4 separate regions of the Mus musculus genome follow, and regions 2, 3 and 4 are each linked to region 1. A link is a contact called in public promoter capture Hi-C data. All regions are on one chromosome and are shown on one strand. The core of a region is the stretch at or near the end of the contact, and the rest is flanking DNA. Distances in the headings are between cores, read along the strand shown. Region 1 holds the start of Hpse (heparanase). Region 2 holds the start of 9430085M18Rik (a long non-coding RNA gene). Region 3 holds the start of Hnrnpd (heterogeneous nuclear ribonucleoprotein D). Region 4 holds the start of Tmem150cos (transmembrane protein 150C, opposite strand).

What was found. Promoter capture Hi-C pulls out the DNA fragments that hold promoters and counts their contacts.
Region 2: a promoter capture Hi-C map of embryonic stem cells shows a contact between it and region 1, with 4 times the contacts expected there. The contact joins the promoter of 9430085M18Rik here to the promoter of Hpse in region 1. A contact is called at or near these places in 6 of 39 promoter capture datasets (the 3T3-L1 cell line, cranial neural crest, embryonic stem cells and 3 more) and 2 of 115 datasets of contacts at active chromatin or transcription factors (both in embryonic stem cells).
Region 3: a promoter capture Hi-C map of hippocampal neurons shows a contact between it and region 1, with 4 times the contacts expected there. The contact joins the promoter of Hnrnpd here to the promoter of Hpse in region 1.
Region 4: a promoter capture Hi-C map of stem cell-derived epiblast-like cells shows a contact between it and region 1, with 2.3 times the contacts expected there. The contact joins the promoter of Tmem150cos here to the promoter of Hpse in region 1. A contact is called at or near these places in 2 of 39 promoter capture datasets (embryonic stem cells and stem cell-derived epiblast-like cells).

Annotation. Positions count from the first base shown.
Region 1 is chr5:100,718,288-100,721,031 of GRCm38.p6, reverse strand. Hpse (heparanase) reads left to right here and starts at 1,316. Exons shown (of 12, transcript NM_152803.5): 1 at 1,316-1,640. The coding sequence starts at 1,438.
Region 2 is chr5:101,702,211-101,704,954 of GRCm38.p6, reverse strand. It overlaps 9430085M18Rik (a long non-coding RNA gene), which reads right to left and starts at 1,406. Exons shown (of 3, transcript XR_001785073.2): 1 at 845-1,406.
Region 3 is chr5:99,977,563-99,980,306 of GRCm38.p6, reverse strand. Hnrnpd (heterogeneous nuclear ribonucleoprotein D) reads left to right here and starts at 1,369. Exons shown (of 9, transcript NM_001077265.2): 1 at 1,369-1,915. The coding sequence starts at 1,683. It overlaps 4930524J08Rik, which reads right to left and starts at 1,372. Exons shown (of 2, transcript XM_030254981.1): 1 at 1,355-1,372; 2 at 641-1,270. The coding sequence starts at 1,372. The coding sequence ends at 755.
Region 4 is chr5:100,076,600-100,079,343 of GRCm38.p6, reverse strand. It overlaps Tmem150cos (transmembrane protein 150C, opposite strand), which reads right to left and starts at 1,382. Exons shown (of 5, transcript NR_045993.1): 1 at 1,204-1,382. Tmem150c (transmembrane protein 150C) reads left to right here. Exons shown (of 8, transcript NM_001382851.1): 8 at 1-1,472.

The sequences.
Region 1 (2,744 bases), core at 67-2,566:
ATATACATTTCATTAAAAATTCGTTATTATTTATTGCTTTGCTGTTGGTGCAATCTAAACGGAAAAATGTAAGTGTCATTGGCTTACTCAGTAAATATGAATGGATTACCTACTAAAGACCAAGCACAGTACCACGTATGAGCATGCCATGGGTATCCCACAGGCCCCATCTCTGCCATGGGTATCCCACAGGCCCCATCTCTGCTTCGGAGGACTTTTTAAGCCCAGAGATAAGGTGAGCAAGCAATGAGCAACATCACAAGTGTAGACAGTTCTAACATGGAGGATACTGGGAGGATGCTTGCTGTGTGTGCTATGTGAAATGTGTGGTGAGACCTCACACTGGGGAGCCTCAGCTGCCTGGAAGCTCAGGAAAGCTTCCTCAAGGGGACTGCAAAGCAGCAGAGACAGGCTGCCATCTGCTTGGCCTTGTACACCTGAGTTCAGCTAGCGCTGATGCTTGGGCAGATTGGTGTGTGTGAGTGTGTGTGTGTGTGTGTGTGTGTGTGTGTGTAGCATGGTTCAAGCTTCTTTCATGGTAACACACACACACACACACACACACACACACACACAAGCTTCAGCACTTGTTTGCTATCATTATATACCAGTGTAAAATGTCAAGGGAAAACAAAAGTTGCAGCAACCGCAAAAGATGGGTTTGGGGGAGGGGTTGCTCAGGATTCCAAGGGTAGTTGCTTGGGGGCTTCTTGCTGGGTTTTAGCGGTTGGCCAAGCCTCAGAGCAACTCTTAGGCAGGCTCTCCCAAATACTGTTTTCATAATACTGCTTTAAAAACAGGGTCCCCACCACCATCACCACCACCCCCGTGCAAGGACCGATTTCTAGTTGCATTTTAGCCAATGCTCGGATCAGGTTTTTCAAGCGACAAAGAGATACCTGAGATCCTGGGCAGAGGACATCCTAGCTCGGTCAGATTTGGGCAGGCTCAAGTGACCAGTGTCTTAAGGCAGAAGGGAGTCGGGGTAGGGTCTGGCTGAACCCTCAACCGGGGCTTTTAACTCAGGGTCTAGTCCTGGCGCCAAATGGATGGGACCTAGAAAAGGTGACAGAGTGCGCAGGACACCAGGAAGCTGGTCCCACCCCTGCGCGGCTCCCGGGCGCTCCCTCCCCAGGCCTCCGAGGATCTTGGATTCTGGCCACCTCCGCACCCTTTGGATGGGTGTGGATGATTTCAAAAGTGGACGTGACCGCGGCGGAGGGGAAAGCCAGCACGGAAATGAAAGAGAGCGAGGAGGGGAGGGCGGGGAGGGGAGGGCGCTAGGGAGGGACTCCCGGGAGGGGTGGGAGGGATGGAGCGCTGTGGGAGGGTACTGAGTCCTGGCGCCAGAGGCGAAGCAGGACCGGTTGCAGGGGGCTTGAGCCAGCGCGCCGGCTGCCCCAGCTCTCCCGGCAGCGGGCGGTCCAGCCAGGTGGGATGCTGAGGCTGCTGCTGCTGTGGCTCTGGGGGCCGCTCGGTGCCCTGGCCCAGGGCGCCCCCGCGGGGACCGCGCCGACCGACGACGTGGTAGACTTGGAGTTTTACACCAAGCGGCCGCTCCGAAGCGTGAGTCCCTCGTTCCTGTCCATCACCATCGACGCCAGCCTGGCCACCGACCCGCGCTTCCTCACCTTCCTGGGGTAAGTGCAGCCCCTAGGTTCTGTCCCTTCGTCTGTCCTCGGCTCCCCCTCGCCTGTCCAATCACACTCGCGAGGGCCAGCCACTCTCTTCGCTCAAACAACTTTGTGTTTGCTCTCTGGAGCCTCCCTCCTGTGTGCACTCACCCCTCAAAAGACTTTTCCTGATTCATTTACTCAGCGCTTGTTGCCTGGGCACCAGCCAGGTCCAGGTATGAAGTGGAAATTTGGAGGAAAACAAAAACAAAACAAACGAAGCTGTCATAAACCTTAGCACTTTGTCTGGAGCCTTTGAATTTTGCTTCAGTGTAAGACCAGTAAGCTGGTGTCCCTTAAACTCTGTTAGGAAGTTTTGATTTAAAAGAGGAAGAAAGAAAAGATAGGAAAAGCCTCTATGGAGAAGAACCATTATTCATCTTGCTGCCTTTTAAGCATTTAAACATTACTGGGCTGGGTGTGATACAGTTAATGGACTGTGTACCTCGCATGCAAGAAGACCTGCATCCATCCCCAGAGCTGTGTAATCCCTGGCATGGGCACACACTTGCAGACTGGCACTTGGGAAGTAGGTGTAGGAGGATCAGGAGTTAACGGCGATCTTTAGCAACGTAGCAAGTTTGAGGGTAGACTGGACTGAATAGGAGTGGAGGGAGGAGAGAGAGAGATGGAGAAAGGAGCCGGAGACTGACTGACTGACTGACTGGGAAAATGATAGAGGTCAGTGGGACAGACAGGAGAGAATATGACCAAAAATACACTTTATACACATTTGAAGATGTCGTGACGAAACCCCATTATTATGTATAATTAATATATGCTAATAAAAACACCATAGAGGCACGATTCTCCAAGATGAGGGTGCAGAGCGGAGGCTGCCTCATCAACTGCAGGAACCACATCTCTGGCCCCTGTTCCGTGAGTGCAGACTGTCCCCAAGATGAAAGGCTCAGGCACAGTCATAGGCCTTCTAAACTTGGGAGCCTCCAGAGATGACCACGTCCTTTGTTGTTTTTGACATTGTGTAACCACTATTGAAGGCTGACCTTGAACTTTTGATCTCCCTGCCTCTTGAGGGCCACCACACTCAGCTGACTACATCTTCACCAG
Region 2 (2,744 bases), core at 157-2,656, 980 kb before region 1:
ATAATCTGATGCCCTCTTCTGGCATGCAGGTGTACATGAAGATAGAGTACTTATATACATTAACTAAATAAATAAATCTTAAACAACAACAACAAACAACACCCACACTGTTGCCTGCCATCCCAGCACTCAGGAGGCTGAAGCAGGAGGATCATGAGATTGTAGCTAGTCTGGGCTACATAGCTAGCCTGTCACTTGAAAACCACAGACACTCCAAAACTACCATCCATCTTCCCTTCACCTGTCTCTCCTTTTGGAAGCAAGATCTAGAGTCTGCTGTGGCTAAAAGCGCCTGCACTCACTTGGGCCTGTAGGTGCCTGGTGCATTGCAGAGGGCAGAAGCAGACGTGGCCATATACTGTGACTCTCTTGTTCTGAAACATTTTCCCCTTCAGTCACCTAGAATTCTAGGTGGATAGACAAACACCTTGTACAAGAGTTGACAGTGTGTCCAGGCAACTGCAACTTCCTTACTGTGCTTTTACTAATCCCTAGACAAGGATCAGCCAGACCAGAGTGTAACCAAGACTGACCAATGGCATGTGTTTCCTCTGATTCCTGGATAATTTTCCTTGCCTGGATAATTCGGGGGCTCTTGACTGCCCCGCTGAACAGCACTGACAGGAGCAGCTGCCCTTCCTTCCTGCTGTGGTTTTACTGACTAAATGTCCTTTCCTGGTTTTCACACCTACTTTCTCTGGGTTTGGAGGTGAGTGGCTGGACCCAATATGTTGGAATACCCAGTGTCAGGGCCCTGACCAAGGATTGCAGTAGTATTTATACACATGTACACACACACACATATGCACACGCGCACCCTCCCACCCATCCCCCAGGAACACACCTCTCCTACCCTGGAATGTCACACGGTAACAATGGCAACGCAGGAAGAGGAAGGAACCTGGAGAACGCTCTCCTCAGTGCCCTAGTTCGTCACAGACGGGTCCTTGCAGCGTCATCTCTGGACATTCTGAGGAGTGGTATGCTAGAGGAAGGAGGGACCTCAGGGGCAACCAGCTTCTAGGTAGCAGAAGGGATCAAATTCTCAAACCGTTAGTGTGAGAGAGCAACACAAACTTCTGCTGTGAGGTGGATCTCACCACAGGCCCAGGCTGAGCGTGACCTAGGGCTGGTGCCTCTGAAGCAGGAGACAGCACAAGGTTTTCCACATTTCCTCGGGTATTTTGTTGCGGTGACGACAGATGGACTCACACCTCCGCTTTATCCTGTCGCTTTACTATTTGTTCGCCCTGTATTTCTGTGACCTGCTTACAGTTATATTTTCTTTCAGACTTTAACAGCTACCACCTCAGCCAGTTCAGGTGCAGTGTTTAGTGGCGGTCATGGCTTCCACGCCACCGCCACTGCTGACTCATCAGCTCCTCAGACCCCATGCACGCATGCGCTCACGCCCACGCACGCTCTTTCTGAGCCTTTTAAAGGAAAATACCTCTCTTTTTGCCCCTGTGTACTTTAGTGTATGTTTCTCTCTCTCTCTCTCTCTCTCTCTCTCTCTCTCTCTCTCTCTCTCTCTCTCTCTCTCTCTCTCTCGCTCTCTCTCTCACTCTCCCCCTCCCCTCCCCCTCCCCCTCCCCTCTCCCTCCCCCTCCCCCTCCCCCTCCCCCTCCCCCTCCCCCTCCCTCTCCCTCTCTTACCGGTAATCTAGCCCAATAAATTTACACTGTGCCATACTCTGAAATTGCTCATTCAGATTTCAGTTTTGTCCATTCTCCTAAAAAATGAACTTTCGGCCATTTTATCCTTCCTGGACAGAATCGGGAGAGAAATGTGTATTGCATTAAGTTGTCAAATGCTTATACCTTTAATTTGTATTTCCATGGCCTTTATCTTTTATGATTTGGACAGCTTTTTGGTTTTATTTATGCTTTTGTATGGCTGGGCTTGAATCCTCACTAAACCTTGTGTGATTTAGGCACGTGCTCTGCCGTTGAACTTCGTCTCTGACCCTGATTTGGTTGTGTCGAAGATTACTGTCCCCTCTTTCAATGAGTCAGGGCATTCGTCGTCTGGCTTTTCTGCTTGTCCTTGTGGTCAGCCCGCATTATGAGGAGGGACATGTCTCACGTGAGACTCTTCTGAAGCCTGCACCTGGAGTCATACCAGAACCATCTGCTCCTTGGCTGAGTTACCTGAGCTCAGCAGATCAAGAACTAACCTAGCTTCTCCCTGTGGGATTTTGATTACGGTTGCTTCCCTTGAAGCTATGATGCAAGAGGAGGGAAGAAAACACCAGTCTTGATCAAAAGTTCTCTCTGGGTTAGAATCCATCGGTGTACTTCACGTGATCCAGTCTCTCTGTGATAAAACTGTGGAACCTTCCTTGTGAATGCCAACACTCTTGTTTTTACTAATGTGCCCCTAGCAGTCTCCTGCTGGAGAGATCCTGGACTAATATCCCTTTTCTGTCAGTGTGATCAATATCTGGACCAAAGGCAAATTTAGGAGGAGAGCGTTGCTGTGCCTTATGACTCCAGAGGGGAGTCCAAGAGGACAAAGAAGGAGGGCTGCTGATCATCACTGTCTATCCACACACAGGAAGGAGGGCAGGAAAGGAGAGAGAGAGAGAGAGAGAGAGAGAGAGAGAGAGAGAGAGAGAGAAGGAGGGCTGCTGATCATCACTGTCTATCCACACATAGGAAGGAGGGAAGGAAAGGAGAGAGAGAAAGAAGGGAGGAGAGGGGAGAGGGAGAAAGAGAGAAAGGAGGGAAGAGAGAGAGGGGGGG
Region 3 (2,744 bases), core at 120-2,619, 740 kb after region 1:
AAGAAAAACGTGGAATCACTTCTTTTTCGCCAATCATCTTGGTGGTTGCCTGTCTGTGATTTGCTCAATGTTGAAGACATTTCCACTATTTGATGCATATTCTTTCATTTTATGGATTCTGTAACAAACTGTAGTGATAAATCTTGTTTTAATCGTTGGGATTTTCAGATTATGTACAGTTACTGTAAATTGACTTAAAGTACACCATGGGAAGCATTTATTTAAAATTTTTTTATGTGTTTTGCTAAGGGGTAATGCCAGGTTGGCCTCAACAGTCCTTCCTCCCTTCTCTGGGATCACAGTTCTGGGATTACAGCGTGTACCTAATTAGCTGGGCTGAAGTCCTGTCCCTGTATGCTGTCTTTTGTAAACTTCTCCAAACCCTGTTTGGAAACTGGATACTTACTAAGCAGTCGAGTGGTTGACGACAAAAAAAACCAAACCAAACCAAACCAAACCAAACCAGAAATTCCATTTTCTTCTAAGTCTTGCAGGAAGCTTCAAAGTCTAACTCCTGAGTAGGAATTCCAATAGGTTTCTTAGCGATTAATTTTAAAATCGTGAATCACACGCCTAACGGCGTTTCATTTTTTTCTTTTTATAAAATCGCCACCTCAACACCACAAACCCAGAAACCTCGTAAAGATGATTCATGACATTTATATATCCTGTTTAATACAAGGACTGTAACTCGTAAAAAAAAAGGAGCCCTGGAGTCGACCTTAATACATACACTTCCCAATCCATAGTGACTTCAAAGAATCGTGGCCGGCGTTAGGCTCTTGTAATAACGGAGGCAAAGCTTAAGACTAGGGAAGCAACTCTGAGAAGAGGCAGCCTCGACCATCAAAGCCGCCTTTGGACAGCGCCGCGGCGGAGCCTCAATGTCACCCGGCGCAGGGACGGCGGAGCACTGCACAGGCGCGGCCCGCTGCCCCACGCAGGTCCCGGGGCCCACAGCCGTGGCTCCCTGAGGGCAGCCTCCACGAAGTCTCCGCTGGGGATGGACGAACCACACCCCTCCAGGTCGGCCGCGCCTGCCAACCAAAGCCGAGGAGCGGCCGGTGACTCCAGGAATCCGCGGAAGGGCGGGGCCAAGGGACGGGGGCGGGGGAGGCCTCTCTAGCCGCGCCCTCGAACCAGCGCTCCTTGTTCTCGATGGTACCCGCGCGCCCCTCTTGCGCACGCCACTTCCGGTCCTCTTTAAAGGCCCGCGCCGCGCGACCGCGGGGCGTGAGAGCCAGTCGGAAAGGGACGGGGAGGGCGGGGCCTGCGCGGGGGGCGGGGCCTAGCGGTGGACGGGGGCGGGGGAGGCGCAAAGGGCGCGCTCCGGAGCCACGTGACCGGGACGCGCCGTTCTTCCGTCGGCCATTTTAGGTGGTCCGCGGCGGCGCCATTAAAGCGAGGAGGAGGCGAGAGTGGCCGCCGCTGCTACTTCATTCTTTTTTTTTTCAGTGCAGCCGGGGAGAGCGAGAGAGCGCGCTGCGCGAGAGTGGGAGGCGAGGGGGGCAGGCCGGGGAGAGGCGCAGGAGCCCTTGCAGCCACGCGCGCGCCTTGTCTAGGGTGCCTCGCGAGGTAGAGCGGGCATCGCGCGGCGGCGGCGGGGATTACTTTGCTGCTAGTTTCGGTTCGCGGCGGCGGCGGCGTCGGCGGGTGTCGTCTTCGGCGGCGGCAGTAGCACTATGTCGGAGGAGCAGTTCGGAGGGGACGGGGCGGCGGCGGCGGCAACGGCGGCGGTAGGCGGCTCGGCGGGCGAGCAGGAGGGAGCCATGGTGGCGGCGGCGGCGCAGGGGCCGGCGGCGGCGGCGGGAAGCGGGAGCGGCGGCGGCGGCTCTGCGGCCGGAGGCACCGAAGGAGGCAGCGCCGAGGCAGAGGGAGCCAAGATCGACGCCAGTAAGAACGAGGAGGATGAAGGGTGAGTAAGGGGCGGCCCCGGGCAGCCGCTCGCCAGGCCCCCTCCCCCTCCCCGCCATTAGGCCTCGCTCCCGCGACCGCCCGCCCGCCCGCAGGCCCCAGTGCAGTCGCCCCCTCGGCCGCCCCTCTTGTACCTCGGGCTCCCCCCCGGGCCTGCATCTCCTTCCCTGCCTGCTCGCCCCCTCCCCCATCACACACGTTTCCACCTTTAGCCGTCACCATGCTACTCCGCGGCCCGCCCTCTTTCCTCCCTCGCCGCGGGTCTCCTCCCACCGATGTGGCCGCCAGGATTTTTTCCCGCCTGTCGGAGCTTACCCTCCCACCCCACCCCCACGTCTCCCGGATTTCTAACCTCTTAGGCTTAAAAATGCAAACGCACAGAAAAGCTTTTTACCAGGGTTGCCAAGGTTGGTCGGGCGCTTCGCCCTCGCCCCCGAGACGGTGCGATTATTGACACGCTCTTGCTTTGGGAAAGCTGTAGGCTGTCCACCTCTCTTTTCTCCCGCGTCGGCCGCAGGCCATTGCTTTTAAATAGTTTTCGTCTTAGGATTCGTTCGTTCTGTCCACTTTACGCTGTCACCACGACACGCTCCTACAGGCCCTGCGTTTGTGCTGTAGACAGACCGGGCCTGCCAAAGTCCCTGGTCTGCTGGCGCGTTGGTGTGGCTCCGCGGGCTCCATTTAAGTCCTTCCTGGTCGATGGGGCCTGTACTTGACTGGGGCTCTTCCACCTCCCGCCTGCGGTTGCCCTTCCCCCATTCTGCCAAGTTATTCTCTCTATGCACCCTTTTCGCGCCCTCAGATTCTGGGTTGCCTATTTGTACAGATTG
Region 4 (2,744 bases), core at 133-2,632, 640 kb after region 1:
AGAGCTTTCCCATCAGTCTGACATCATCACTGTTCAGCGGTCGGCTTTGTGGATCCAGAGAGAGAAGCATGCTACAGAGAGTGAGCGGGAAAGAAGCCGGCCACCAGCATTTGGACTTGAGTCACTCTGCCTGAGGAAGATCTCCAAACGTGAATGCTACCGGGGACAGTCAGCCGCGAATGGCACGAGGTACGGCTGAGAGGGCGTGGCTTGGTTTTTCCTTCCACAGTGCATCACCCACAGTTCCAGTTTGCATTTTCTTTTTGAAGTGCCACTCTCACGGGTCTATGTAGGCCTCGTGGGCAAAGGTGTGGACCAAAGGCAAGAACCTTGTTTTGGCTTCAAGTATGAAAGGGGTATACGTGCAAGCTTAATTTATATCTGAAGAAATAATAAGAAAAAAAGATTCTCGAAGAATCGCAAAAGAAATCTACATGGAGGTGAAAGGTATGAGGGCTCTGAGGAAAGACAGGAGGTTAGCCCTCTTGCTGCTAGTCCAACCCAGGGGAGATTTTAACATCCGTGTGTTGCTCAAATTTTATAGTTTGAGGACTGGGGACTTTAAATTAAATTTGGAAGTTATAGAAGCAAATTAAAAACATCGCCCTCCCGCAAATCACATTGGCACAAATGGAGCTGCAATACTGCTAAGCTGTTCGGAGATGAGCCCAGAGGTGCAGGAGTTCAAGGCCATCCTAGATCCCTGTGCCAACAACAGAGTGCCAAGTGCACAAGCACCCCCTCCCCCAACCAAGTGCACAAGCACCCCCTCCCCAACCAAGTCACAAGCACCCCCTCCCCAACCAAGTCACAAGCACCCCCTCCCACATTGTTTCAAAAAACTCTCCAAACTCCTAGGGGGCTCAGACAGCCCGGAATGTAATGTGGAAAACGTTGTTTTGTAAATTCACCCTGAAGTATAGCTTCCCAAGGAAGGGTTCAAATGCTAAATCTCCGCCCCCCAGCATAGCGCCGAGCACGAGCACACAGTAAATGTCCAAATGAACAGATTTGCTGCTCGTTTCTGAGTGGAGGTGAGGAGCATCAAAGAGATTCAGAGACAAACGACAGAGTGGAAGACAGAGTGAAGAAGGAGGGGGAGGACTCATCACTACAGGGCAGGGCAGGGCAGGGAGTGAAAAGCCCCCAGTGGTGTGAGAAAGCCTCGAGTAGAGTATTCTCTTATTAAAAAAGGCGTCTTACCGTAAATACTCCAGGGGGATGTCTGTTAGTTTTGAAACTGCTATGAGGTTTCTCTTCTTTCCTCCTTTTCACTTTTCTATTTTAAAGATTTTTATCAAAGAACAAACGGTTTTATTTTACTCTCCACACTCCAAGTAAAGAGCTTTCGGTGACACACTTCTCTGCGTTCTTAAGAGTGTGCAGCAGCAGCAGCGGCAGCAGCAGCATCCAGCCAATACTGACATTACTCACTGGGACCTGGCCACTGAATAAAGGGGTTTTATGCTAAATCCTGACTTCCTTGTTTCTTACACTAACAGTTCTTCGTGGGTGTGCACGTACACGTCCGTGCTTGCTGTGGATAGCTTGCAGAACACGTTCTTTAATGCTCATTCTATTGTGACGGATACAGTTCAGGATCAGTCAAATGGAAGAGGTGCATGGGTGAAGAAGGCAGGCCTGGGGCTGGCTCCCTTGCCCTCAGTGCACCCCAGGCTCTCCATCCCAGCTGCCCCCCAACCTCCCGGAAGTAGGTAGGCTGGAGGTCTAAGCACCTGGTGAGCAGCCTCATCCTAAAGTTACCTCAGTAGCATGAAGTCTGGTACAAACAGAAGATGTTCATTATGAATAAAACACTGCTGTTCTGTCCTATGGGTGTTAGGAATTCCATGGCAGGAATGGAATCGAAAGCCAAACATCTTGTCTGAGAAAATATTTTTTGTACAATAAAGTTTTAGCATATTCTTTCTCTCCTCCCTGATCTTCCCCACCCCCACGTCCAATTTCTCTCTTCATAAGAAGCTAAAATCAAAGCAAACTAAAAAGAAAACCAGTAAGGCAAAACGCAGTGTCTTAGTCAGGGTTTCTTTTTTTTTTTTTTTTTTTAAAGATTTATTTATTATATGTAAGTACACTGTAGCTGTCTTCAGACACTCCAGAAGAGGGCGTCAGATCTTGTTACAGATGGCTGTGAGCCACCATGTGGTTGCTGGGATTTGAACTCTGGACCTTCGGAAGAACAGTCGGGTGCTCTTACCCACTGAGCCATCTTACCAGCCCCTTAGTCAGGGTTTCTATTCCTGCACAAACATCATGACCGAGAAGCAAGTTGGGGAGGAAAGGGTTTATTCAGCTTACACTTCCATGCTGCTGTTCATCATCAAAGGAAGTCAGGACTGGAACTCAAGCAGGTCAGGAAGCAGGAGCTGATGCAGAGGCCATGGAGGGATGTTACTTACTGGCTTGCTTCTTCTGGCTTGCTCGGCTTGCTTTCTTATAGAACCCAAGACTACCAGCCCAGGGATGGCACCACCCACAAGGGACCCTCCCACCTTGATCACTAATTGAGAAAATGCTTTACAGCTGGATCTCATGGAGGCATTTCCCCACCTGAAGTTCCTTTCTCTGTGATAACTCCAGCCTGTGTCAAGTTGACACAAAACCAGCCAGTATGCAGAGATCTCACAAAAGGACGTGGGGTGTTTGTGTGTACGTGTGTTAGCACATGGAATCTGCCCAGTTGTGTTGTTGACATACCCAATGACACTCCATTTGAGGAAGCT